Linked DNA regions of Mus musculus: regions 1, 3, 4, 5, 6 and 7 are each linked to region 2. Evidence: chromatin contacts called from public HiCAR-type and promoter capture Hi-C data. All regions are on one chromosome and are shown on one strand. The core of a region is the stretch at or near the end of the contact, and the rest is flanking DNA. Distances in the headings are between cores, read along the strand shown. Region 1 holds the start of Lrrc56 (leucine rich repeat containing 56). Region 2 holds the start of Echs1 (enoyl Coenzyme A hydratase, short chain, 1, mitochondrial). Region 3 holds the start of Phrf1 (PHD and ring finger domains 1). Region 4 holds the start of Rnh1 (ribonuclease/angiogenin inhibitor 1). Region 5 holds the start of Eps8l2 (EPS8-like 2). Region 6 holds the start of Drd4 (dopamine receptor D4). Region 7 holds the start of Irf7 (interferon regulatory factor 7).

Region 1 (2,980 bases), core at 410-2,909, 1.1 Mb before region 2:
GAGGCCTGGCCCTGAACTCCCTGTAACCATTCTAATGGAGGATAAAGCTTCTACAATGAGGATTCAGCCAGGGTCCCTCTTGGTCACCCAATGCAAATAAAGACATGATCCAAGTCCTACTTCTACTCCCAGAGGGGAGCCTGGGAATGCTCTTGTCAATCATCTGTGGGCCCGCCTCTCCTGCAGGCACTCCTTCCCATACTTTTTTTTCAGGTGCCTCTACACCTCTGGTAGGAAGTGCATAAACTGTTTCTCCTTAAAGATACAGAGGTCTGTGTTTGGCCCTAGATCTTATACTCAAGAGACAATGGCTAAGGTAAGAACTCTGTTCAGAACATTAAGTATATCCTTTCTTCTTAGTCCTCCTCCGTGGCCTCCATGCAGGTTTGGCCGACCCCTAACTCCTGTACTTCCTGCCGTTCCCAGATACATTTCTCTAGTTAGAGTGATCCCCTTCCACTGCACTTCATGACTTATTGCTTACTCTGTCCTGTATGTCTTGTCCCACAGACGTGGGTCGCCCAGGATCCCCCTAGCACAAAGGACATGGAGAGGAGGTGCTAGGCTCTCACCTGAGGGGTGGGCCAGAGTGCCCAAGACTTGGGGCGCAGCACTAGGCCCCTCCACCGCGGCGGTCGCTCTCTCAGGTGAGGGCTTTTTTTTTTAATTATTATTTTTACCACCGCGATGGGGTTGCAGGCCTGGCGCCATGGCAACGGGGGCGGGGCTCATTTGAATACCCAAATATTCGTGAGCCGCGGGCATCCGGGGCTTCGGTAAGATGAGCCCCGCCCCCTAGCAACGGTTGCCGGGACACGCGGCAGATCCGGTGGAAATGCTCCCTAGAGTAAGAGACAAGCCGGACGGCTGAACGCAGTGAAGGCACTCACGGTGGTTCAGAGAGCCGTCCGTGAGAGGCTTCTGGCCAGCTCTCGGTTATCTGCCTGCTAGATGAATAGAACAAGCCGAGCTTGCACCCCGGGCGGCGACCGGGGTGAGCGTGCAACCCCAGGCCTGCACGACCTGAGTAAAAGCCTGAGTTTTTCTGAGGACGTGCTTATTCGTTTCTTTGAAATTTCAAAAAGTGTTGAAAACATGTCATTTGCGTCTGACACAGATGTACCCTACTTGCTTGAGTGGGTGGAACACTTCATTTCGCCCCAATACCAACTTTTCTGACTTTCGGGGTCGTTCTTCAAATGGACGCAGTATGAGCTTCTGCAGTGTTGGGACCTCGAGTTTGAGAGCGGTAGGGGGGTCTTCTCCAAAACACGAAGAGCGCGGTGTGATGGGCCGACGCTGCCCCAGGATGGAGCCTTTGCTCCACCTCGACCTACGAGAACAGGCAGCTAGGGGTTCCGGCGAACTCTGTCTTCCTCTGTTATTCCGCGTCCGCGGTGCTGACTGTCCCCGACACCAATACCCGGTCGGGATGACCTTTCCACTCGTGGGCCTTTGGGCCTTTGGTGAGGCTGCAGGGTGGAGGCTCTGTAGTAGGTCCTCAACGCAACCCGAGCGTGCACCAGTTTCTCTCCGGAGAAATCCCGGGCTCGTAAGCACGGTCTCGGTCTGTCTCTTCTGCACCTAGGCACTAGACATCACTGTTGAGTGCAGGACCCAAGTTCCGGCACTGCCTTCCCCGCGGCTCCAGGAAGCCCCGCCCAGCTTCGGCTTCTGACGGATGGGTTGCTCAGCCAACCACAACAGGTCGCGGTGCGGAGGAGTTCGACCAATCACGGGCCGCCTCGAGTTGACGGACGGGCGTGGGGCGGAGCGGGGCGGGGCGAGCGCGGGCCCGGCCAAGTCCCCGCCGTCCGCTCCCGGCGCCCGCAGCCCGAGCCGCACCCGCCGCGGACGGAGCTCATGCGCGGGCCCAGCCGGCGCCCGTCCGCGCCCCCGCCCTGCCCCGGCCCCGGCCCCGGCCCCGGGGGCAGTCGCGCCAGCAAGCGGTGAGTGCGGGCACGGGGTGGGGCGCGGGGCGCAGGTGATCGGTGCTTCCTTGCTCCTCTCGGCCCGGCAGCGTGCCTAGCGTCCGGCTGCCCGCCTCTGCGGCCGGACTCGCTCTGCCTGTGGCCGTCCTCCCAGCGAGGCGCCGCCCGGGCCTCCGGAGACTCTGCGCCCCGCGGCCATCACGCTCGGGCCTCGGGGCCACAAGGACACCCGCGTTGGGCCCCAACCAGGGCCTTCTGCTCCCAGCCATCCCTCGCGTTCCTGTAGTCACCTGCTTCCCACACCCTCAGCCGTTTTTCCCCCCCTCTGTGAAAGCTCCCTGGCCCCTTGTGGAAGGTTTGTCTTAGTGGAGGGCAGGGTCCTTCTCCAGCCACCCTCCCCCCGCTGCCGGGACCGCGCCTGGCATGCAGTAGGCGCTCAGTAAATAGTTGTAGGTTGCACCCACATGCCGGCGGGCCAGAGCCGGTTGTAGGCTGGCATTGGCCTGCCTGGGCACGCCGAGGCCGCCGTGGCAGGACCTGTTTTTTGGGGGGTGGCCTCAGCCCTCAGGCGCCTCCAGTTGAGGGTTTCTGCCTACCTAGCGACTTCTAATTTGGGTGCGTGGTTGGGAGAAGCTCTCAGCTGTCAGCCCTGCCTTGGGGGCCTCTCCCTGCTTCCTCACACAGCCATTAAGTGCTGTTTGAGGAGGTTGGGGGGTGGGGGTGGGGTCCTCCCTTTTCAAGCTGAAGGTGCCACAGGTGATCAACTGGGCCACTGGCAGGCCTGCCTGCTCAATGCTGGAGAGGGCCCTTGGGTCAGGCATCTATTAGCCGTCTCAAGTGGCAAGGGCCTTGGCTAAGTGTGCTTCTCATTGGCAGGTGGGGCAGGAGCTCCTGGATTGGCAGCCGCTGTAGAAGCTATGACAGAATACAAGCTTGTGGTGGTGGGCGCTGGAGGCGTGGGAAAGAGTGCCCTGACCATCCAGCTGATCCAGAACCACTTTGTGGACGAGTATGATCCCACTATAGAGGTGAGCTCTGCCTACCTGCCA
Region 2 (2,752 bases), core at 253-2,752:
AATACAATATTCTCACTCTTTAGGTGTTTATTCCTTTGTCCCTAAACTCAAGAGAATATTAGGCACCTAACCTCAACACCAGTCCTGGGTTGTTAAATAAATTGTGTTTGAGACATTTCATTTTGGAACTACTGTCATGGTTGCTTAGCCTATGCTAACACAGAGACCTGGAGCAAAGGTTTGGTGGTGGTCTGTTTCTGTTTATATTCTATCTTAGTCTTGAAATAAAGTTTGCTGACTGTTCTATTCTGGTTTGGATTGTTTTCTTTAAAGTATTGAGAATCCAAACCTACTCCATCTTGGGACCAGCCTCTATCTAAAAGAAAAAAAAAAAAAAAGCCTGAGAACTTGACCTACAGAAGAACCCAGGTTGTACCCACGTACCAGGAAAGACCCCATGGCTTGTCCTTGGCCAGCGTTACTCTGTAGCTACTTCCTAACAACAGTAAAACAAAGACTAGCCTGATTGTTTCAGATGCACTTTCAGACCCTTTGTGACTGAATACAGTCGGCTTACAATAGACCTTCAGTTAGATACTTTCCAAGATGGACACCCCCTCTCTTACCTTCCATTTCTTGTAAAGCCCTGTCCAGATGAGAGTTCAAGGCTTCTCTGCCTTCCCTTCCTGTCCTGCTGTGTCAGGGTTGAGTTGGAGGAGAGGGCCCAAGCCTGAGCCTGTAATAGAGACCCTAATACTATTACATCGAAAAGGCTCCTTGGTGGACTTTTGGGGTTCACAAACTTCCCGGCATAACAGTATCAAGCTTGCTTTTGTCTGGAGATTCTGTCCTTTATCTCTATCCTAGGGTTTGCAGGACCAGGGCAAGAATACAAATGAAGGCCTGATAATACTTGCTAAATATTTTTAAGTTATAATTCAAGATAATTTACGTGAACAAAACATTGGCTTTCTTTTAAATTTATGTGAAATCTTCTCATCTTGTAAAATCACAGCTATTTCTAACCTGGTGTTATGAAGCTAGTCAGTTGTCATGTAAAGAATACCTCTGGAGCAGGGTATAATGGCTCATGCCTTTAATCCAAGCATTTGGAAGGCAGAGGCAAATGGATCTCTGTGAGATTGAGAAACAGCCTGGCCCATAAGGAGGGTTCCAGCCAACCAGGGCTATGAAGTAAGACCCTCACACAAAGCTAAACAAAACCGTCTTGCACTTTACCGCTTTATGCTTTATTACTGTATCTGTGATCGCGTCTTCCCGTAGTTTTTCCCCTGGTCAAGAACGAAAGCATACGGCCATCACAGGGGAAAGGGCACAGCCATGTCTCCCAGTCTGGCTTCGTAAACCGGGCACCCGCCAAGGGCACACCACCAAAGTGATGCAATTAACAGACTACTCCAAGAACCGCAGCCCAGCACCCCACGCTGCCCCACCCCGCCCTCTGTACCAGCCCGCTCAGGTCACGGGTCCACCCCTTAAGCTTCCGTCTTCATCCCGCCTGGGATCTGGGGCGGAGCGATTCTGCAGGCGGGGCGATTCTGTGGGCGGAACACATCGTCTCTCCGCCATGGCGGCCCTGCGTGCTCTGCTGCCCAGAGCCTGTAGCTCACTGTTGTCCTCAGTCCGCTGCCCAGAACTACGGCGCTTCGCCTCGGGTGAGTGCGGACACCGGCGGGGTGCGTCACCCCACCCACGTTGGGTGGTTTCTCCACCCATAACCTCTGGGTGGTCCCTAAACCCCGGCCTGCACGCATCCTCACTTGATCCTGGCCCTTCTCTCCTAACTCTAGATCTTTTGTCTGACCCCCTACTTCCACAAGCATGCACTCCCAACACTTGACTCTGAAGTACCTGGACCCTGGATTCGAGTACGCATCCCCACACTAAACCCAGATTTCCTGCAAGTGACCACTGACTCTAGCTTGGTGATCTTCCTTCTGAGCCTCCAACTCCAGCGCTCGACTGACCCCTTCCCAATTCCTTACCCCGTTCCCCGCTCCTCAGTCTGACCTTAGTCTCACCTTACAAGCCCAGCCAGATCCTAGCACCTCGAAGCCATGTCTAGTGGGAGGGCTCTGGGTGTAATAGCTTCTCAACGCTCGAACTTTTATGAGTGTCAGCTGGGAACATGCATGTTGGTTGTGAAATCCCATGTGTTTAGGTAGCTTTAAGAGAATGTGAAAGTAGGTTAAGTAAGACAGCCTGGGTATTGGGAAAGGTTTGTCCATAGTGCCTCCTGTCTAGTCTCTGCTGTTTCCACAGTCTCTCCTGATCGTGTCCTTCAAGCCACCCAATCAGCGTAGCCCATACCGACACACCCACTTTCCTTCCTAGCCAGCTGAATAGTTCCTCCCTTCCCACTCCTTGGCTCAACTCCTCTACAGACTTCTAGTACTCCACTGTGAATTTTTTTTTAATATTTTTTATTTAGTATTTTCCTCATTTACATTTCCAATGCTATCCCAAAAGTTCCCCATACCCTCCCCACCACTCCCCTACCCACCCACTCCCACTTTTTGGCCCTGGCGTTCCCCTGTACTGGGGCATATAAAGTTTGCAAGTCCAATGGGCCTCTTTCTGTTGATGGCCGACTAGGCCATCTTTTGATACATATGCGGCTAGAGTCAAGAGCTCCGGGGTACTGGTTAGCTCATAATGTTGTTCTACCTATAGGGTTGCACCTTTAGCTCCTTGGGTATTTTCTCTAGCTCCTCCATTGGGGGCCCTGTGATCCATCCAATAGCTGACTGTGAGCATCCACTTCTGTGTTCGCTAGGCCCCGGCATAGTCT
Region 3 (2,761 bases), core at 192-2,691, 1.1 Mb before region 2:
CCACCTAACTTTCCCAGTTACTTCCAGAGGAAGCCCCTTTCACAGAAAATTCATTCAAAAACTCACTAGCCTATCCTGTGGTACCCTATGCTTCCCACCAAACCTAATGTCCACAGTCAGAGAAAAACAAAACAAAACAAAACAGCATAAGAAAGCTGAAAAATAGGGCTCAAGATCAGGGGCCCCAGATCCTAGAGGTCCATCGGCCTCAAGAACACACAGGCTATCCACTCAAAGCCACAGGGAAGGGCGAAACCCTTCTCCAAGAGGTCAAAGGCCAGGAGAAGAGCTGATGGTCTCTAAACACAGAGGGCATAACTTAAGGAATGTCAATTGTCACATGTTGCTCCTGCCTGGGAACAGTAAAGGGAGAAGAGTTCTGATAAACTATCTTACGTCTACCTGGTGCTCAGAGAATTTGCCACAGACTCCTGCTGAAACACACCGTCTCTGATATTAGAAAATGCAGACTGAGATAGACACAGAGCTTTGGCCCATTCATGACGGGGACCTCGGTCATGGTCCCAGTTTTCAGAAAAGAGGAGCTATAAGGAACTCTGTGAACCTCACTCACACAAGTCTTGGCTTTCTCTCAGTGCTGAGTGACGCCACAGGTTGCCCTTTTCACTCAGCATTCTTCCCAGAGGAATGAGTATAGAGTGGTCTATGGGGAGAAAGGAGGAATGCCGAGCTGCAAGTCAATCTCAAACTCCAACTGTGCTTCCAACCACTGGCCAAGATGACAGTCGCCAGACACGTTACTGTTTTCTGTTGCAGAGTACTCCTTTCAAGACACGATGGGAGCAACCCGGGGTTCAAACACAAGACAGGAAGACAGGTTTGAAAGCAATGTTGGCTCTGCCACTCTGCAGCGATGTAACACTGACAAGTGACTTTACCTCTCCGAACTATGGCTGTAAAGCTCCGACAGTGGTGCCTACTCGAGAATGCTGGGAGGGCTCCTCGAACTAAGGAAAACGATAATCGCGACATCAAGCACAATTTGGGCAAGTTCAGATGGTGCTGGCCAGGGCGAGGGCCATCAGGACAGAAAACCAGGTAGCTAGGGGTCACACCTTTCTTATGCACCAGTCCAGGTTCCCGCATGACCAGACAGGTGGCCGGCACCACGCCCATGGGCCTCCCGGTCGCAGCCGGACGTTCCGGGGCTCAGCTCGAGGCCTCAGCCACCCTCTCGTCCTCCGGACCGACCCGCGGCCAGAGCGACGTAGGCCTAGCCGGCCCGGAAGGCCACAGACAAAGCGTACGGCCACCATAGGTGGCCCGCGCGGCCGGACGCGACAGGGACACCGGGCCAGAGCGGCTACCGCACGTACCCGGGAACCTCGCGCCTCCCGGACGCTCCTAGACGATCCCGCCTCTGTCCGAACACGACCGCAAGTAGGCCGGTCAGCCGCCGCCGCCGTCGCCGCGCGCTCCCCGACCCGGAAGTGCACCCATACTCTTCCGGAACTTTCTGCCCTGCCCGTTGGTGGAAACTACTAAGGCCAAAACGGGGAGGAACTCGCGGCGGAGGATGACGAGACGTTAGCGCGTCCCCTTCCTCTCAGAACACCGACTAGCCCATCACAAGTACTGTCAGAGGAGAGCAGTGTTTTGCTGAGCGTGTGCTGTCCGAGCTCTCACCAGTGCACTAAACCAGGCTGTGGGTCTCACCTCCATGCAGTTGGTACAGTCCGACTCCCCATCCGCCGCGATGAATGGGAGCGGCCCCGGGACCACGTCTCCGCCCACAACCGTCCCGCCCTCCCGTGAGCGCCTCCTCCTGGTGGCTGGACTTAACTGCAGCCCGCGGCTGGAGGAGCGCTAGAGAAAAGCTTCAGGATGTCCCCTGGGTCTTCAGGTTCCCTTCCAGTATGCAGTTAATCATGATGGATCCTGTATATACGAGCTCCTCCGTCCCCTTCAGCCCGGCGAGGAGAGGCACAGTAACTTGTGAACACCGTGAAGAACTTAATTGTATGGCACAGATAATTAATAGAAAGAACAGAACTAGAGGTTACCGCCTGGCAGTAGGACACTTTCTTGCCTAGTACGCATAAAGGCCTGGTGAGAGGGGTCAAAGTATGGAGCATAATAGGATTAGGGGAAGAACCATGAGAGGACTCAGGGAAAATTCAGACCCACAAAACTGAGACTGACCTAGAGGCTGAGGGGATCAGAGGACACTGAGGTACTAAACAGGTGGCAATCATGGCTCACTGGACTCAACTGCCCATTTTGTGGTCCAGGGACCACTGTGGCTCAGAAGGGATGGCTTTTGATAGGAATAGAAGACAGACTGTAGCCGGGCAGTGGTGGTGCACGCTTTTAATCCCAGCACTTGGGATGCAGAGGCAGGCAGGCGGGTTTCTGAGTTCAAGGCCAGCCTGGTCTTCAGAGTGAGTTCCAGGACAGCCAGGGCTATACAGAGAAACCCTGTCTCGAAAACAACAAGAACAACAACAAAAAAAAAAAAGGAAAGAAAGAAAGAAAGAAAGAAAGAAAGAAAGAAAGAAAGAAAAAAAAAAAAAGAAAAGAAAAGAAAAGAAAAAGAAAGGAGGAGAAGACAGACTGTAGATTTACTGAGAAACTGGATGAGAGGGGCAGGGAGGAGAGGGAAGGAAGAATATGAAGATGAGGAGATAGGAGTCTACTTAGAAGAGGGAAAGCTAGGGTTATCCCCAGAGAGCAGAGGACAAAAGGCTGCCTTGGAGATAAAATGTGGTGGTAGTGGGGACCAGCTTTGGAACCTGGGACT
Region 4 (3,068 bases), core at 545-3,044, 1.1 Mb before region 2:
CAGGAAAGTTTGTGCAAACTCAGCACCCAGGGGCCCTTGCCCCCTTCACTTCTCACCCTTCCTCACTGGGTGTGGTCTTTGTAGAAAGCTCACTTTCATGCTGGTAGAAGGAAGGCAGGTGCTTGTCTTTAGTTTGTTCTGAGGTCCTGGTATGGTGCTAGAAACTCATTGTACCTGCCAGCCACATGGCTTGCCTGAACCCAGGCTCCTAAGTTGGTAGCCCCTGCCATTTGTCTGTGGGTACTCAGTATCCATGAAAACAACTACAGCTCTCACCTTAAAAGGAATAAGAGATAGTTTATTCTGGAGTCATTGTTAGTGACCATGGCCTGAGAACACAGATTTAGGTTACTCCAGATTCTGTGTTCCCATGGAGGTAGTTTCATGACGTTTTGTAGTTTTACAGAAGAAAATAGTAGTAAACAAGGCAAGTTTAAGTACATTGAAGGGTACATCAGAGAGATTGGTACAACAAGAGGAAGGAAGCTTTTCTGTAAGTCCAAGATGCCAACTGATGACATTCTTGGCTTTTGGTTAGTGGAAGCTACTGGTCTGCTAAAGGATTCCAAAAGGATGCTGGGTGTGGTGACACTTGCCTTTCCTACCAGCAGTCAGGGGGAAGAGGAAGCCACATCTCTGTGAGTTGTAGGCCAGCCTGATCACAAGATATTAGTTGCAACACAGGTAGGCAAGGAAGAGCTGTTCTAGAGGGGTAGAACTAGCCCAGGATAAGGCAGCCTCTGGAACTGCACCAGCCCAATTTCTCCACAGCACTGAAACTCTAATCAGCCAGTCTCTGTAGATACAGCTTCTTTTCAGGAATTCTCCTTCATGGCAGCAACAAATAAAGGCTGGCTGGCCAAAGTTTTCCTTCTAATTGGGCAGGCTTTAATCTTTCCCCAAAGAACTGATCCCCAACTTCACAGGTCAGTTGTTGGTATTGGTTCCATGAGGATGGCTCTGCAGCGATGAAGATTAAGCTCTGTCTGTAGTGGCCACTGCACAGGGTTTATGAAGCTGAGTTCCAGCCTCTTTTCTTGCCTGTCTCTTTGCCTCCTTCTCTCCCTTCAGGGCTCCCTGTCCCAGGTCTTTTAGGGAACACAATTCCTGATTTCCTATGCTGGCCTGCTAGACTCTCCTTTACTTGTATTATTAAAGTTCCCGGAGGGACTCAGAACAGCATCTGGCAAATGACAAGTGTTTAACAAACACTTAGGTGGATGGATGCCAGTTCCTTGGCAAGGGTGTGTGTGGCCATTTGTGCAAGAGAGCAGGGCTCCTGAGTGACAAACTCTCAATGCTGACTTTTTCCACAGTGCTAGAATCCCAGCACTCAGGAAGCAAATCTGCATGTTCAAGGCCCTCCTGGGCTACACATCAAGACCTTATTTCAAAAATACAGAAACCAAAAGCAAATCCTATAACTTGGGAGTATGTTACAAAGTTTAAACATGGGCTGGAGGGATGGCTTAGGACACTGCTCTTCCAGAGCACCCAGGTGTAGTTCCCAACACCTGAATGGTGGCCATTCCCCAAGAATCTGATACCCTCTTCTGGCCTTCCTGGGCACGATGCACAGATATATATGCAGATGAAGCATTCATATATAAACGATATTTAAGACAAATATCAGAAATGCTTAGTGACGAAATGCTTGAGAGCCCCATGCATCAGAGGCTCTCGACATCCCAAGCCCTATCCCCAGGGAGAAAGGCTGTTCATAATGAACACTGTTCTAGCCATGAAAACCTGGTCGGCCTGTAGGAGAGATGGGTGTGTTCATACCAGAAGCTCTCATCACAGTCACACCCATTTCGTGGCAGCTGTGGATCATTTTACGTATTTTTAGTCAGGCTCAAAGAAGTGACTCAGGTTTGTCAAGTTCTGTTCCCAAAGTGCAGCCTGCATGTGGGAGGGACAGACCTAGTGGGCGGTCTCCAGTAGGCAAAGTGAAAGGCTAGTTGGGGCCAGAGAAAGAGAAGCGGCGAAAGTCTCTACGCCCCGCCCTGGGCGGAAGAAAACGGATCGTCTGGGACCTCTTGCAGCGGCACCAGGTGAGCAAGGGCCATGTTCCGGGGCGCCCGGCTGCCTTTGAGAGTTTTTTTCGGGTCCCTTCCTGGCCCTCTTAATACGTGGCAGAGCGGCTGGACCAGAAGGTTTGAGGGATCAAAAAATTGGGCGGGGGCGGGATCACGGGCCCGGCGAGTCTCTGAGGCCTGTTCCTCCCTTAGGGTGACACATTTGTGCCTCAGAGGAGCCTTGCTTGGTGCTTGAAGGCTGACCTCATAGCTCCGTCGCCAGCGACCTGTTCGCTCGCTCACTTTAAGGCCCAAAGAGGGTGTCTTCAGATCCTAGGATTAACCCAACAGCTAGGAGCAGCTAGTTAGCAATATCCAATCACATCAAAGCAGAGGCCTGAATCATGCTTCTAAGCCAGGCTGGTGGGACCTCCTGCCTGGTCCCAAGGCCAAACAGGGGGAGGAGTGTGGGAGAAGAACCAGCTGCCTGGGTTCTTTCACATCCCTTGCCCCTGACCTCAGATGATCGTCAGGACTGGCTGGCACCCTGCCTCCCATAAAGTCCAGTCCTGTGCTTTCCTCAAAGGTAGATACTCTAGGACCCTGTAGTCTGTAGTGCATAAGAGAGCAGGTGTGGGTTGCACCTGTGACTAGAAGTACTGTAGCTACCCCACCCCAGTGGCAGTGCCCTAGTGATGACTGGCTTTGGATGACACATCTGATCCAGGCAGTGCTGGTTTTACTCCCTGGCGAGTTGTGGGTGGGGCTAACTGGTTTCTCCATGCCCTGGCTATATGTCCACAGTGAGTTATCTCTGCCGTTGCCTCAGTTTTCCCTGTCACTAGCCCTTGTGTCAATATGTGTAAAGTGCTCCTGGTTAGCATTAAGGGGGTATCCTCCTAGCCCTGGGAAGGAAGGGGAAGACCCCGTTAGTAAAGCCATGTTGTGCCAGGCACTGTAACTTCACACAGAGCTGTTTGCCAGTTTCGGTAACTGTTATAGAGAGCAGCTGAAGTGACTTCTGTTTCTCTTAAACAGAACCTAGTACCG
Region 5 (3,006 bases), core at 56-2,555, 1.2 Mb before region 2:
TAGGTTCACCAGTGGAACGGGAGGAGGCCCCGGCAGGGCAAGGAGGGCGGAGGAACTGGCTCCAAGTTCAAATTCCAGCTCTCCACACTGAGTGACCTTGGGGAGGGGTCGGCTTAGTCACCTGGGCTCTTGGCTCTCCTTGTGGGAGCTGGGTGTGGTCCTGGAATGGGAAGGGGGAGTCCCTTAGGACCTGGCTGGGTCCTAATCTGGGGACAAAGTTCAGGAATCATCAGGTGGGAGCAACAGAGGCTGAGATGAACCAGAAAGTTGTTCGTGGGAAGGGATGGGTGCATCTGAAGAGACCCAGGCAGGCTGGGAGGGAGCAATGGGCAAAGCAGCCCTAGATAATAGACAGCTCCAGGAGAAGTCCACGCACAAAGTAGGATCACTGAGAGTCTAGGGTGGGAAAGGCCCCAGAAGTGCCCTGTCTCCTCAGCAGCCAAGGAGGGCTGCACAGGGGACATAGCAAAGGTGGGCTGTGGACATGTTTTGCCCTTTTCTGCCTCCAGCGATAGTTTTGTGTAGTACCGCAGACTTCTCGGTCCCGGGCAAGCTATGGATGTTCATAGCCCCTCCCACCAACTGATCCCCAACCCCCACATCTATCCCCATCTCCCACCCTCATCCCCTGAGAGGCCACACTTCAACTTTGACCTGAAGACTGACTGACTCAGCCTGATGTTTCCCAGGCTCTGGGTTTCTTTTGAGCTCAAACAGCCAGGAAAAGGCCAACCTTTAGGCCCTGGGTGGTATGTCAGGTCAGATCCTGAAGGAGGTCCAGCCTGCTGGATGAAGGCCCTCCCTTCCTCACCACCTCTCTTGTCAACTGCCAGGTTCCCCTCATCCGCCCCAGGGCTGGGAGGGGGCCGGGACCAGGGCGAGTGAGTCACACACCGCTGGCTTAAAAATATCACGAACCACTGGCCACCACCCGCTGGACCGACCGGGCTTTAACCGAGCGGTTCTTGTGCTAAAAGCCCAAGGAAGGGTCAGGCCCAGCCTCTCCCCCAAGTTTCTACGTCCCACGCCACACCCGCAGCCCCCCTAGCCAAGGCTTAGCTGTCCTGAGTCCGGAGATCCGATCCGGGCCATCCCAAACCTCACTCTCAGGTGCTCTCAGCTCTCTGTTCTGGCTTGCCTTCCAAACCAAGCGCCCAGACCCAGAGTCCCGAGCGAGAGCTCCACATCTCACGGCCATTCTGGGAAACTGAGGCTCAGATTGGCAAATTCCCTGGCTGAAGTGCTCACCTGCGCTCCGTCCCTCAGCGCCTGTGCTTGGTTAGGCCCCTCGGTCAGCTTGTCCGCCGTCTGTCTGTCAGAGCCTCTGGAGCTCCCTCTCCCGGGACAGGCGGGACCTCTGCTGGGCCGGATAGGCCGGGGCGGGGCTGTGCGAGGAGGAACCTGAGCGACAGGTTACCGAGTCACCCGGGAGTGGGCACGAGGGAGCCTGAAGGAAGGGGGCGGGCCCGGGCACCATTCCCCCCCACCACACCAACTGTGGTTCTGCCTCCCTGCCTGCCTCTGACTGCCCTCCCAGCGGTCCCCAAAGCACCTGGGGCCCCTTTGCAGCTGGCCCCGGAGAACAGGGTGCGGCCCCAGCTGCTCTAACTGGCCAAGCTGCAGTAGCAGATGGGGACATGGGCCTGCCTGCAGGGGCAGTACTGGATGAAGCCTATGAGTGCTGCAGCCTTGGGGAAGTCTCAATCAAGCCGCCATCAGGTACCCTCCACCCCAAGTAGCACCGGGACAGAGCTCTTTAGTGGTTTAGTCCTGGGGCATTGGGTCCAAGGCTTTTTGAGTTTGGGAGCTTTCAGCTCCTGGTGGGGGCCCCTCCCTCCTTCACATACAGGAGTTCTTAAAGTCCCCATCCACTAGAGCATCTCCTGAGGGATGAGCTATCTCTAGAAGAGGGTACCTGTCTCCACCATGTTGACAACCCCCCTCAAAGCTACTCTGCCCACCTTGCTATTTGACATCTTGGGGCAGGGTTGGGTGAATTTAGATCAGCCAATTAGCTGGCTAGGAGGAAATAAACAAGAGTTGTGGCCTGCTAGCCAAGGTACTGCCCTTATGTGAACAGGGACCCTAAGGCCCCGGCTATTGTTCCCAGAGTTGGGGCAGAGGAAGTGGGTGCTGCCAGGAAGTCAGGGTCCCAGGCTACAGCCTCAGAAGGGCAGGGCCCTGGCACATTTCTCCTGGGCCCTGGACAGTTAGCACTTCCTGGGGTACTGAGGGCCAACAGCAGTTTTTAGCCTGGCTTGTTGCCCACTTGACACACTTTGGGACATCACAGGTGAGCTGGACAGAGGAGTGGCAGAAGTGGACCCCAAGCCCAGCTCTTGATGAACCCCAGAGAGGCTTCCTGGTTCATAGCCCTTACTGCTGATCTCACAGAACTGGTCCAATCTTGCTCTGCCTGTGACCTCGCCCTGGCCCAGCAAGCAGGGGTCAAGTGGTCAGCTGTGTAATGGGAGGAGCAGGCTTATGTGTGTGCTCTGACATTCCTGGGCAGAGCTAGGGATGGGTAAAGGGTGGAAAACATGCAATGCAACTCAGGGATGGCTCCTTTGTGCTGCTGGCGGTCAGTCTTCATAACCTTTGCTGTGAGGCAGCCCAAGCTGGTGGTGGTAACTGATGTCCACTCTGGGTCACATGGAGTGAATGCCACTTCCATGTGGCCAGTAAGAACAGGGGAGTGGCTGAGCCCTCCAGACCCACCGGCCTTAGCCCATTCTGCCTACCCAGGCTATACTTGCTCAAGCCACAGAGACATTGTGGAGAGAAGTGCTCATAGGCTTTCTAGACATTACTCCTTCCCAACCCTGCCTGTGGGCTAGGTAGAGCACGTCTCCAGGTAGTTCTGGTATTCACCCAGTCTCTGGGAGACATGAGTTAAAGGAAATCAGCTAAGGACCCATGTGTATAGAAGGTTCCCTGGTCCCAGAGAAGGCTCTGGACGGCCCAGAAACCTACCACCTTCAACATACTTCACAGGGAGGCTTCTGG
Region 6 (3,013 bases), core at 8-2,507, 1.2 Mb before region 2:
GGCTGTCTGTGAATCTGCTGCACGGAGTGTTCTTTTTCAAGGGCAAAGGAGCACACAGCCGTCTCAAACCAGCCGTCCCCAAATCCCTTCACACTGATTTGGGATGATTATGAGCTTAAGAATCATCACAGTGACGTCTGTGCCTTGGGGAGGACCTGGGGTCAAGTGTGGCCACTGGCCTCTGCTCCAGCTCCAGAACTCAGGGTCTTCTTTAGAAATACCATTCACCCCACCCCACCCTGCCCAAACCGTGGGCAGATAAGAATTGCCAGTAACCACAGCAGACCCACCTACGAGCCAGACCTGATCTGGGGTGTCTGTGTTCCAGGAGTCTCCAAAAGGTCCTGAACCCACTCCCTTTAGCGGCCCCTCAGGTTCAGTATCCTGCCCAGGCCTCTCTGCCTTCACCCTTTGCTGCTCCGAGCTCCTGGGAGCTGGGTGGCTGCAGGCTTTGGGCTTCTTCCGAAGGGTGAGAGTGAGCTGGCACAGGCTGGGGTGTGTGTGTGTGTGTGTGTGTGTGTGTGTGTGTGTGTGTGTGTGTGTTCCCAAAAGGCAGTAGTCATCGGTAGTGATGCTGATGCTGCGTGTCTGCACTTTCGCCTGTCTAGCTAGCTGTTTTTTGCCACAGGCTGGGGGATGCAGCATTTCTGCAGTGGAAGCCAGGGCTTAAATAGGAAGGACAATTTTCTGCGATTCTTGGTTTTAGGGACACGAGTCCTCTCTGGGTAGGTAGCTCTCAGACAGAGTAGGAAGGAATCCAGAGGATGGTAGGGTGACGGACAAGAGGAAAAGTAGGCGAAAGATTCTGAAGAGCGGGAGAGAGTGGATAGTCAGGAGTGAGGAGACCTGACGTCCCTGCAAACACCCTGGCTCAAGGTGGCTGAGGGTCCAAGCGCGAAACTGCGCTGGGGCTGGGGGGCTGGGAGCAGTGGAGGTAGGGGAAGAGCGCACCGAGGCTCACCTCGGAGTAGACAAAGAGAGGCAGCACCAGCACCGCGAGGAGGAGGTCGGCAGCAGCCAGGCTCACGATGAAGTAGTTGGTGGGTGTCTGCAGCGTGCGCTCGGAGGCCACGCTCACGCACACGAGCGAGTTCCCTGCCAACACCAAGCCGATGAGCAGCACGCCCCCCACCAGCGCCGCCGCGCCCGCGCCCCCAAGCCCGGCGCCAGTCCCCAGGGATTCTGGCCCACGCCCGGCCAACAGCCCACCGTCCTCAGTAGCGCTGCTGTTCCCCATGGTGCCACTGCTGAACCCGCTCCGGGAGGCGCTGAGCCTGGGGATTTGCAGGCAGGGGCTACCCGGAATCCCGCCCCCAGCGCGTCCAGCCCCGCCCCGCCCCGGCTTGAATTTCTGAACTCTAGGAAATTGGCAGAGGGAGAAATGCTTCAATTCAAGAGAAATGAGCGAAGTGACTGGCATAAAAAGGCTAAGCAGCGGCTGATGTGTCCCCTCATCGGGGCTAGTTTGTGCTTCCAGAAACCTAGGTAGAAAAGCAGGTTGTCTGGACCAGATTCGTCAGAGCCAGCCATCCCATCCTGGCCAGGAGACAGGCCACTAAATTACCTGTCAAAAGCGGCTCTCCAAGATACCTTGGAGGATGTGGAGAACCTATCTATACTCCTGCACTGGGGTCCTTCCCACGTGGGAAACCATCAGCTCTGGTTCTGGAACAGGTTAAAGGCTCCTCGCCTCTTTCACTAACGGTTCTGGGCTTAGCAATACTGAGCAGCACACCAAGCTCATTCTCTGTGGGCAGATGTGCAGCAACTCTTGGGATCCAGGCCTTGGCTGGCCCTACTTTTCTCACCATCTCTCTTCCCAAGTCTCCATCAGTCAGTGCTTAAGCGGACCATGGTGAAATTGATAATTGGCACCTCCAAGGCCCAGTCTTAACTTTTTATCTAATATATTATTATTAATTTTATTATTGTTGTTGTTGACTTTTCAAGGCAGGGTTTCCCTGCGTATGTCCTAGAACTTATTCTGTACAGCAGGCTAGCACTGAACTCAGATCCTTCGGCCTCCCCTCTGTCTCCGGAGTGCTGGAATTAAAGAGTGTGGACCACCATGTCTGGTTCAGCCTTAAGCCTTAACCATCCTCTGTGGGCCGCTGAGTGGTTACCCCACTTCCTATCTTGACCCTCAGCTTCCTTGCATTTGATACTGTATGGCACGCTGACTACCAGGGTTACCTGACAAGGACTCTCTGAGCTGAGAGAACTCTCACATGGGGGCTCTTTTCCCAAGCCACATCTGGAGGCCATACTTTTCTCTGTGCCAGCACAGGAACCTAGGCTGGAACAGGACAGCACAGGTTGAGAGGACACTGTAGAATCAGGACAGGAGAAGAGACAGCAGCAAGGACAGTCCCTGGAAGATTGGGAGCCCTTGCAGTGAAAGTACCTGGGGACTATGCTGATGAAAGAATTTTTGTATATGGGCTTACTAATGCTGAGAGAGATTACCTGGAGTCCTGTGACTAAAGGGCTATCTTCAAGTGGAGGTAGACTGTAGTTGGTATTTGCTACTTTGTGGGTTCTTCTCTCTCCCACCCTTTATCTCCCCTCCCCCTGTTACACCCCCTATCACTAGATGGGAGGAAAAGAAAGAGAGAGGGGAGGTGGGAGAGATCCCTTTATTTCTTCTTTGAGCATGACTACTAGACTACTAACAGACAGCATCCAACCCCGGCTCCCCCAAACATCAACCACCACACCCCACCTCTCGGGGCCCTGGCATTTATATAACTGAAAAGTTCCCAGAATTCCAAACATCACACAATTGCAGAAACTATCTGCAGCTGGCAAAACCATGCCTCTGCTAGAGCACGAGGCAAATCATAGTCAGCTGCTGCGGAAAGTACAAAGCACCCCCATATCCTACACCTAGGATTCGAACGAAAACCTTTTCTTGTATTTCTGTTTGTTTTTTTTTTAAGTAAAAATACTCATGTAATTTCACCAACATTCCAGAATTTTCAGTACAGTGATAAAATCACTCCCTGACTAATGT
Region 7 (3,080 bases), core at 475-2,974, 1.2 Mb before region 2:
CCCTTGTTGGAAGCCTTCTTAACAAGTCCCCTTCCTCCTTTTCCGTCTTCTCAGTATCCCTCTGAGTTTAACTAGTTTCTATTTAAATGTTTTGTTTGGTTTTGGTGTTTTTAAATTTTTACTTTTATGTGTATCAGTGTATGATCTACATGCATGTCTATGTGACAGTGTCAAATTTTGGAGTTACAGTTGTGAGCTGCCATGTGGGTGCTGGATTTGAACCCCTGTTGTCTAGGAAGAGCAGTTCGTGCCCCTAACCACTAAGCTATTTCTTAGTTCTAGCTTCTTGACCCAGCTGGAACAAGGACAATTTAATCACTGAATAAAGGACACCCCCTTCCCTAAAGGTCTACCCACTGCAATAAGAAGCTTCTTTGGCCAGGTATGGTGGGTGGCGCACGCCTTTAACCCCAGCACTTGGGAGGCAGAGGCACGTGGATTTCTGAGTTTGAGGCCAGCCTGGTCTACAGAGTGAGTTCCAGGACAGCCAGGGCTACACAGAGAAACCCTGTCTCAAAAAACAAAAACAAAACAAAACAAAACAAAAGATTCTCTGAAGAAGGATGGACACAACCCTTGACTGTGGAGATATATTATATATATTTAGTTGTGTGCCAGAAGAGGGCATCAGGTCCCATTAAAAATGGTTGTGAGCCACCGTATGGTTGCTGGGAATTGAACTGAGGACTTCTGGAAGAGCAGCCAGGGCTCTTAACTATTGAGCTGCCTCTTCAGCTTCCAGGGTCTTACTCTATAACACAGGTTGGCCTCAATCCTTCTGCTTCAACCTCTGTCCAGATGGTATATTCTTCCCAGATGGTATACTTTTGTTGTTGTTGTTGTTGTTTTTTGTTTGTTTGTTTTTTGAGACAGGGTTTCTCTGTGTAGCCCTGGCTGTCCTGGAATTCACTTTGTAGACCAGGCTGGCCTCGAACTCAGAAATCTGCCTGCCTCTGCCTCCCAAGTGCTGGGATTAAAGGCGTGCACCACCATGCCCAGTTTACTTTTTTTTTCAGATTTATTTATTTATTATATGTAAGTACACTGTAGCTGTCTTCAGACACACCAGAAGAAGGAGTCAGATCTTGTTACGGATGGTTGTGAGCCACCTTGTGGTTGCTGGGATTTGAACTCAGGACCTTCAGAAGTGCAGTCGTGCTCTGACCTGCTGAGCCATCTCACCAGCCCCCAGATGGTATATTCTTATCTGTACCATTCTCAGTGTTAAGCCAAATTGTACCATAGTCTCTCTTTAGACTCCACTTTCTAAGATTTTTTTCAGCCAGCTAAACAAAACAAATAAACAAACAAAACCTACTGACTGTTGTGGGTATCCCTGCCTTGTCCCAATGTGCTTTCCTGAAGAGGTCCTGGGGAAAGACCTTTCCCACACTTCCACCAGGGGCTGAGCCTGGCAGATAGACCTCCACCTACTTACTATTCTTACTGTCCTCCAAGACATGGCTGTTCTGTCCAAAGCAGGGTCAGCCTCTCTCATTGAATCTACAAAGAGCCTGGAAGACTGAATCTGAGAGAGTGATCAGTGAAGGGCAGTGAAGAGAAGCTGGGGGGTGGGGGGGGAACAGGAGGGAAGGATTTGCAATTGAGTGCTACAAACTAGTGACACCCTAGTGACGTCTGGAGCCCTTAAGCCACACCCTGCCTGGGCTCTGCCCCGCCTCTGCCCGAAGTACTATAAAAGCACTGGCACCCTCCTTTTCACTGAGATAAAACCCGTCCCGGCGGCTCCGGTACCAGGTATGTGGGACTCTTGGGCCACTCGGGGAGGGAGGTGAGCTAGTGCCACAGGGGAAATTCTTGTCCCCTCTACAGAGTAGTGAGTGATCAGTGAAGGGCAGTGAAGAGAAGCTCGGGGGAAACAGGAGGGCAGACGTCCCGGCAGGATTTGCAATTGGGTCTGCAGGGATTGGGATCTGAGTAAGGGTCGGGTGTAGTTTGAGGACTGCACTGGTAGGCATGGAGACAGTGGAGACAGCGGGAAGCCAGCAGCTACCGGGCGCTGTTTAGACTGTTTAGGTTTCATTTTCCTGAGATGCAGTTTCGTTTTACTCGTCTGGGCCCGCCCCTTTTGTGTCTTCGCAGGGTCCAGCCTGTGACAGCCCATCCAGGCTCGGACGCTGGATTAACACCTGTGACATCACGTGTGCGCTCCCGCTACATCTGTAGTCACATCTACAGCCACCTTGGCAGAGGAATCTACACTGAGTTCTGAACCTAGGTGACCACAAGTTCTCAAACCTCATCTGTGACCCTCAACACCCTAATACCTGGGTCACACTTGTGAAACTGAAATTCCTACCTGTTACCAACACTTGTAACGTTTAAAACACATTTGTGAAACTTGGTCACACTATCTGTGGCTACAACCTAAAACCATAGAGGCACCCAAGGGGCCTTATTTGCAATAGCTGACTGCTCCAGTGACTACAAGGCATCACAGAGTAGTAGCATCTACTTTGATTCTCCCAGACTGCCTGTGTAGACGGAGCAATGGCTGAAGTGAGGTGAGAACATGTCTACCCTGGTTGTATTGGGTCCTGTGTCCCTTACATTAGCCCTAACCCCAGCGTGGCTGCTCTGCCTGCAGGGGGGTCCAGCGAGTGCTGTTTGGAGACTGGCTATTGGGGGAGGTCAGCAGCGGCCAGTACGAGGGGCTGCAGTGGCTGAACGAGGCTCGCACAGTCTTCCGCGTACCCTGGAAGCATTTCGGTCGTAGGGATCTGGATGAAGAAGATGCACAGATCTTCAAGGTGGTACCCAGTCCTGCCCTCTTTATAATCTGCCAGAACTCCTGGGGGAATCCAGCCTCAACCCATGCTCTCTCCTCTCCTTCAGGCCTGGGCTGTGGCCCGAGGGAGGTGGCCACCTAGTGGAGTTAACCTGCCACCCCCAGAGGCTGAGGCTGCTGAGCGAAGAGAGCGAAGAGGCTGGAAGACCAACTTCCGCTGTGCACTCCACAGCACAGGGCGTTTTATCTTGCGCCAAGACAATTCAGGGGATCCAGTTGATCCGCATAAGGTGTACGAACTTAGCCGGGAGCTTGGATCTACTGGTGAGCA

The links. Promoter capture Hi-C pulls out the DNA fragments that hold promoters and counts their contacts. HiCAR-type assays count read pairs that join an accessible place to other places.
Region 1: a contact with region 2 is called in a HiCAR-type map of astrocytes, with 4 times the contacts expected there. The contact joins the promoter of Lrrc56 here to the promoter of Echs1 in region 2. A contact is called at or near these places in 10 of 39 promoter capture datasets (cranial neural crest, embryonic stem cells, frontonasal cranial neural crest and 4 more), 1 of 484 Hi-C or Micro-C datasets (embryonic stem cells), 8 of 115 datasets of contacts at active chromatin or transcription factors (T-cell acute lymphoblastic leukemia, astrocytes, embryonic stem cells and 4 more) and 2 of 9 other capture datasets (embryonic stem cells and pancreatic islet).
Region 3: a contact with region 2 is called in a promoter capture Hi-C map of liver, with 3 times the contacts expected there. The contact joins the promoter of Phrf1 here to the promoter of Echs1 in region 2. A contact is called at or near these places in 10 of 39 promoter capture datasets (3T3-L1-derived adipocytes, the C10 cell line, the HPC-7 cell line and 6 more) and 11 of 115 datasets of contacts at active chromatin or transcription factors (astrocytes, differentiating embryonic stem cells, embryonic stem cells and 4 more).
Region 4: a contact with region 2 is called in a promoter capture Hi-C map of hippocampal neurons, with 5 times the contacts expected there. The contact joins the promoter of Rnh1 here to the promoter of Echs1 in region 2. A contact is called at or near these places in 19 of 39 promoter capture datasets (the 3T3-L1 cell line, 3T3-L1-derived adipocytes, the C10 cell line and 11 more), 1 of 15 datasets of contacts at CTCF or cohesin (large pre-B cells), 1 of 484 Hi-C or Micro-C datasets (the HPC-7 cell line), 7 of 115 datasets of contacts at active chromatin or transcription factors (the SCID.adh cell line, T-cell acute lymphoblastic leukemia, astrocytes and 3 more) and 2 of 9 other capture datasets (adipose tissue and liver).
Region 5: a contact with region 2 is called in a promoter capture Hi-C map of liver, with 5 times the contacts expected there. The contact joins the promoter of Eps8l2 here to the promoter of Echs1 in region 2. A contact is called at or near these places in 1 of 39 promoter capture datasets (liver) and 3 of 115 datasets of contacts at active chromatin or transcription factors (astrocytes, embryonic stem cells and pancreatic cancer cells).
Region 6: a promoter capture Hi-C map of hippocampal neurons shows a contact between it and region 2, with 3 times the contacts expected there. The contact joins the promoter of Drd4 here to the promoter of Echs1 in region 2. A contact is called at or near these places in 2 of 39 promoter capture datasets (cranial neural crest and hippocampal neurons).
Region 7: a promoter capture Hi-C map of embryonic stem cells shows a contact between it and region 2, with 4 times the contacts expected there. The contact joins the promoter of Irf7 here to the promoter of Echs1 in region 2. A contact is called at or near these places in 3 of 39 promoter capture datasets (embryonic stem cells, hippocampal neurons and liver), 1 of 115 datasets of contacts at active chromatin or transcription factors (embryonic stem cells) and 1 of 9 other capture datasets (adipose tissue).

The regions. Positions count from the first base shown.
Region 1 is chr7:141,192,809-141,195,788 of GRCm38.p6, reverse strand. It overlaps Lrrc56 (leucine rich repeat containing 56), which reads right to left and starts at 1,659. Exons shown (of 13, transcript NM_001172064.1): 1 at 1,172-1,659. Hras (Harvey rat sarcoma virus oncogene) reads left to right here and starts at 1,785. Exons shown (of 5, transcript NM_001130443.1): 1 at 1,785-1,949; 2 at 2,808-2,959. The coding sequence starts at 2,849.
Region 2 is chr7:140,115,171-140,117,922 of GRCm38.p6, reverse strand. It overlaps Echs1 (enoyl Coenzyme A hydratase, short chain, 1, mitochondrial), which reads left to right and starts at 1,502. Exons shown (of 8, transcript NM_053119.3): 1 at 1,502-1,616. The coding sequence starts at 1,529. It also overlaps a transcript of Paox not described here.
Region 3 is chr7:141,227,468-141,230,228 of GRCm38.p6, reverse strand. Phrf1 (PHD and ring finger domains 1) reads right to left here and starts at 1,441. Exons shown (of 18, transcript NM_001081118.1): 1 at 1,338-1,441. Gm51460 reads left to right here and starts at 613. Exons shown (of 1, transcript XM_030243134.1): 1 at 613-2,023. The coding sequence starts at 1,018. The coding sequence ends at 1,506.
Region 4 is chr7:141,167,662-141,170,729 of GRCm38.p6, reverse strand. Rnh1 (ribonuclease/angiogenin inhibitor 1) reads left to right here and starts at 1,794. Exons shown (of 10, transcript NM_145135.3): 1 at 1,794-2,054.
Region 5 is chr7:141,337,301-141,340,306 of GRCm38.p6, reverse strand. Eps8l2 (EPS8-like 2) reads right to left here and starts at 1,305. Exons shown (of 21, transcript NM_133191.2): 1 at 1,249-1,305. It also overlaps a transcript of Deaf1 not described here.
Region 6 is chr7:141,290,262-141,293,274 of GRCm38.p6, reverse strand. It overlaps Drd4 (dopamine receptor D4), which reads right to left and starts at 1,257. Exons shown (of 4, transcript NM_007878.3): 1 at 962-1,257. The coding sequence starts at 1,237.
Region 7 is chr7:141,265,068-141,268,147 of GRCm38.p6, reverse strand. It overlaps Irf7 (interferon regulatory factor 7), which reads left to right and starts at 1,724. Exons shown (of 10, transcript NM_016850.3): 1 at 1,724-1,758; 2 at 2,104-2,525; 3 at 2,609-2,771; 4 at 2,857-3,073. The coding sequence starts at 2,512.